2 separate regions of the Xenopus laevis genome follow, and region 2 is linked to region 1. Evidence: chromatin contacts called from public Hi-C data. All regions are on one chromosome and are shown on one strand. The core of a region is the stretch at or near the end of the contact, and the rest is flanking DNA. Distances in the headings are between cores, read along the strand shown. Region 1 has its middle 15 kb from the start of XB5727110.L. Region 2 holds the start of dact1.L (dapper 1-B).

What was found. A called contact is a pair of places that touch in the nucleus more often than the background predicts.
Region 2: a contact with region 1 is called in a Hi-C map of the XTC cell line, with 2.7 times the contacts expected there. The contact joins the promoter of dact1.L here to the enhancer-like site in region 1. A contact is called at or near these places in 2 of 4 Hi-C or Micro-C datasets (the XL177 cell line and the XTC cell line).

Annotation. Positions count from the first base shown.
Region 1 is chr8L:94,546,742-94,549,510 of Xenopus_laevis_v10.1, forward strand. No RefSeq gene overlaps it. Among protein-coding and RNA genes, the nearest start is that of XB5727110.L, 15 kb to the left of the region's middle. Within about 2 kb of position 1,435, at least 1 of the 7 cell types and tissues checked has an H3K27ac peak or open chromatin away from gene starts, as enhancers often do.
Region 2 is chr8L:94,778,211-94,780,979 of Xenopus_laevis_v10.1, forward strand. dact1.L (dapper 1-B) reads right to left here and starts at 1,322. Exons shown (of 4, transcript XM_018230727.2): 1 at 715-1,322. The coding sequence starts at 1,011.

The DNA.
Region 1 (2,769 bases), core at 185-2,684:
GTTTATGTTCTGTATGGCCAACTTACCATGAATATTTAATACCACAGAAATGTAAATATTTTATGTACAAAGTTTTAGCATTAATAAAAAGATTATTTGAAACCTTCACATATTTTCATTTCATTTCAATGTCTGTACAAACCAAGAAAGGGTTGTAGCCCACTCTTGGGGTAATGTAATAAAACTAGTAGAAGTCTTGCAATTAGTCTAGTAAGCCATAGCAACTGATCAGTAGGTAACATTTACTGTTGAAAACACATACATATATAATTGGTTGCTGTGGGTAACTAGACCTGGGCAAACATAATACCATTTGTTTCATTACTGTGATCCATTGTCTAAAAAGCTATTATTATGGGAAAACTATCTCCTGTTGAGTTAATTTTAAGCAAATTATTCTATTTTTTAAAAAAAAACATTTCCATTTTCTCTTCAATAAAACAGTATCCTGTACTTGATCCTAAATAAGTTGCATACATCTATATTTTATTTTATATTTTATTGGGATTAAATGTTTTTAGCAGTCTTGTGGTGTGGTGATATTAATTACAGAAAGATGCCTTATCTGGAAAACCCCAGGTCCCAAGCATTCCAGATAATGGATCCTATGCCTGTATACTGTATATATAATCAAAATATCTCCATGTAGCTAGAAGAGATGGTTTCTGATCAGCTGAAGATCTTCCTCCATCTTTGATATGTGTAAGAGAATGACAATGCCACATAGCATTTATGCCAGTTAATGCTGGGAAGTGGGAAAGTGTTTTTTTTTCTTTTTTGAAAATTTTCCCCTTGAATTTCTAAAGTTTTCTTGCCATATTTGTAGTTTAGCAGATATGCCCTCACTTATGACACACATACACGTTCACAGACAGTTTTGAACATACTAAAGACTTTCCTTCATGAGCTATCTTTTAACTGCAGCACCCAATCATGAACACAACTGCATCAACTGTAACACAACTACACAGATGCCTTTTTACTATACTGTGTATTGTGTATACCTGGGTTCTACTTTTCCTTCCTCTATTTTTGTCTTATTCTCTTTGTCCACTATAACCCTTCAATTGATCTCTTTTTTCTCTCAACCTTCTTGTTTTTCTGCTCTTTTATACTTGTCGTTAATTCTTATATGTGTTCTTTTTCTTTCTTGATTATTGTTCACATCCCCTTTCCTATTTTCACCTTTTCTCTTTCCATTCCCTAATTTATGTTCTTCAATGTCCAACAAGTTCCTGTTTGATCTTGTTTCCCTTTCTTCCTATTTCATTTTCCCTTCATCTTTTATCTTGCACTACCCTAATTTGTTTAAGATGTTCAGTTGTAACTCCCAATCACCACTAGATGTCAACCCATAACCACACACAGAACTCAGTACCCAGCCTTTGGGAGCAGCCCTGCCCTACTGCTTTCCTTTGTCTTCAGTTTTGCTGGTGACTGATGAAACATTTAGTTTGCAGCCACACCTCGCCATGCCTTTTGTTATTCCTCTAATGTAGGAATAATATACCATCAATTGGACTTTCTTTCTCTGTGTTGACAGAAAGCTACAATGTTTTGAACCAGAATCATTTAGCAGCTATAATGGATGCATTGTAGAAAGTACATTGGTAGCTTGCTATGGTTCAGAATGGTGCAGTGAAGTACATTTCTACAACATTCATTTTTTGGAGGAGGGCTATGCTGTTTGCAGGAAACGTGTCAGGCTCTGTTAAGAATGATTTTTCAATAAATATTCCGATCATCCTCTTCTATTTTTGCGTTTTGGGCTATGGCTATAACACAATACTGTAAACATCCTGATGCATTTCAAAAAATAATATTTCAAGCTTCACTATAGAAATTGCAATTAGCTACAATTAGTTCATTAAACACAAAACATACAATTTATTTTACTTTACACAGACATTAAAATATTTGGACACAGCTTCACCTGTGTGCAAAACATTTCTTCTTACATATTTGCATTTACATTAGAAGGAGCAGCCATAATGCTTGTAAATGCGGAGACATTCTCCAAAAGAACATTCCCCTGTAACTGTGATTGATATACTGATTATATCCTTTGTAGAATGGCTCGGTATGTGGCAGCTTTTTCTCGTATTTGTAAATACAAAACTGCATTACTGACAAAGATATTTGCATAGGGGAAATATTTTACATACCAGTTGTATGACCCATTCAGAGGCTCAGTTCAGTGGTTGATAGAACATTTCAGCTCAGTTATGGGCTGGAGAAAACGTATCTTATTTTTCATGAATTCTTGTAAATGTAGTTGTAAATGTATTGTAGAGGTTTATCAACCTCTCTATTGTTGTATTTTGTGCTAAATTAATCTAAAATCAAAGCACAGGTACTGTTTGCATCCAACAATTCTTATATGATAAATCTAGTGTGGGGTCAGAACAAGAAAAGCCATAATGTGAGCACAAGAGATCAGCAATACAGATTCTATTATTCAGAGGCTTGGATGACTTCTTGAACAGGCATAATAACCATGACTATAGTGATACTAAGATCGACAATTAATACAGATACTGGTATAGCGATGATCACATTTTTTTGGTAGACATGGATTCACAGCGAAATTCCGCATTTCGCCATCTGCAAATTTTTTCACCATGACAAAAACGTCGCCGCAAGAAAACACGCCCATTGAATTAAACGCATTTGGACAACATAAGTCAGGACAAGAAAAAATGGCCATTCACTTTAATTTGGAGTGAGAAAAAAAATAAATTCTATTGTAAAAGTAAATACTTTTAATTA
Region 2 (2,769 bases), core at 72-2,571, 230 kb after region 1:
GGTTAATCCTGTAATAGGGCTACCCACTGGGTTCTGCTAATTACAAAATGACTAGAGAGCCAAACAAGGGAGGCTGAAAGGGTTAAGCTCCTTAAACGTGTCGATTAGAGCCCCTGTTGGTTTTCCTTCCATCTGACACAGCAGCCGATTGACAAAGGCAGTTTCATTCAGAGGCAAAGTGCGGGTGTGAGGCTGCCCCCTGGTGGTTGCACGGTGTCACTAATTGCTCTTGCAAATCGAGTCATTATACGAGAAAGCAAGTCCGTTATACAGAGCGACTCCCTTCCACACGATTTAAAGTCTGAAGTCAGAGGCTTTCATAGGCTGCATACACACACACATTCACATATATACACACACACACATATATACATACATACACACAGAGACAGGGGTTGGAAATGTCTTGTGTATGGGTAATGAGATCAACATATTATGGGGGGGGGGATCAGCTGGGGGAGGTCAGTCAGGGCTAAGAAATGATCCAGGCAGTCTACATGCGACTAATATGTCACACACAGTCCTTGCCTGGAATTATAGTGGCAGCAGTGCAGCCTTATGTATATAGTGAGTTAAATGTGCAGCCTCTAGTACATGTGCAGCGAATAGAATGTGCAGCAGCAGCAGTAGGTATGTGTAGTTGTAGAATATAATCCAGTGAGGAGATTTAGAGCCGACTAGATCCCCTTATAACTTGCTCCCCCGGGCACCTACCAACTGTTTCTTTAGCAGCAAGATATTGTCCTCCAGGAACTTCTCCTCCAGGCTGCGCGGGTTGTCGCCCGTCCGTGCCGCAGCGTCTCCGTGTGTCCGTGTCCCGGGGCTCAGCACGCTCTTTATCAGCACCTCCTGCCGGTGTCTCAGATGCCCCAGCTCCGCGAGTCCGGCCAACGTAGCCTCCAGGCGCTCCCGGGTCCTCTGCCGTTCCGATTCCGCCTCTCCCTTGTCCTTACGGCGGGGGCTGTCCTGGTGTTGCCCCAGGGGCTCAGGGGCGGCGGGGATCGGCTTCATCCTCTGGGAACGAGCGAGGCACAAGCTAGAGCGGCAGCCAGGCTGCAAGTGATGTACAAGGGCGCTCCAATGAGACGGGGATCTTTATCCTCACACTATACCGCAAGAAACCAAACTCCCAGTACTTATCAGCGGATACAATGCATCAACTTCTGCGACTTAGCGTCTCCTGCGCAGGGCGAGTGCCATCTTTGCTCAGAGCCAAAGCAATGCGAAAGCGCTCATGACAGCCCCGCACGACTAACTGCCACTCACTCCTCTACTCTCTCAATCCTTCTGCAACCAGTCCTGCGGCTCCAGCCAAGCTAAGTAGCCTTCGCTTACGTCACGCACGGTCCGACCCCGCCCCCCGTGCTCCGCATGCACACACTGACGGACGCTCCTCTCACTTCAGCATTACACATGGCGCAGTCCACACAGCACACACCGTTCGTTCATTTGTAGGCAATGGTAAAACATTCATTAAAAAATACTCGTTAAATACAGTGTCGGACTGGCCCACCTGGATACCAGGAAAACTCCCGGTGGGCCCAGGTGTTAGTGGACCCTCTTGTTTCTAAACATTTGGCCTATTTTTTTTTCCCTATTTCTTTATGGGGAAAATGCTGAATAATGGGAGAATATTGTAACTATATATAAAAGACTAGGAGAATAAAGAGATTGAGTGAGTAGAGGAAGAATAATAGTTTGGAAAGATCCACTGTCTAACTTTTTCTGGTGGGTTCACTGTTTTAGGTTTTCTGGTGGGCCCAAGGTCTAAGGCTTTCTGGTGGGCCCCTGGCATCCCAGTCCAACACTGGTTAAATATAAAATGTTAGTCACAATGCTTCCCTTATATTATACATTCAGCCCAGTAATTCACCAACTCTCCATCCTGTATATTACTGACAGCCAGATCCAGGCACGAGGTTTGTTGCGCTGACTGGAATCCACTTTTGTTCCGAACGGTGCCGGTGTGCTACTCTGGGAGAGGTAGTTCCATGAAAGCTATTGCTTCCTTTCTTTGTATCATATAAGGAAATAAAATATTTGCTCATTTGTTAAAAAAAAAAAACTGGTTAGGCAGCAGAATCCCCCCACACATACACTTTCTCAGATCCATTGTAATATTCCATGTCATTTTTATGGGTTGGCTCACAATAAGGGGCGGGGGTGGATTTGCAGGTACCACAAAGGGGGCTGGATTTACATAGTGGGCACCCGTAGGCCCAGGTCCGGACTGAGAATTGAAAAAGGCCCTGGCATTTCAGGTACACAGTGGCCCAATCAGCCCATAAAGAGGCCCAAACAGACCCCACCAGCCCACTAAATACTGACTTTCTATAGCACCTTATAGCAGCCCTTCTGGCATTTGCCAGAACCCACAGATTGCCAGTCCGGGCCTGCGTAGGCCCATTGCCTTTCGTCGCCCCAGTCCCCTCATCTTTATTTGGGCAAATTTATCTAAATTTATTTAAAAATCTATCATATATCCTTTGCATCCCCAGTGTTTCTGAACCAATGTGGGTGCGGTTGGGCAGAATGTCACCCTCTAAAATCCTGCGCCCTAGGCCCGGGCCTTGGTGGCCTTTCCACAAATCCAGACCTGCCCACAAATCATAGAACCAACGTTTCTTATGAAAGAGCTGCCTGAGGCTCCTATAATGCCGCCCCACCCCCTCCCGCTTACCTTTCCGGAGGGAGGCAGCAACGCTAGTGCGGAGAGCGCAATTGCCCTCTCTCGCACTAGTAAAGCCGAATTTCCGGTTTAAAAAACGG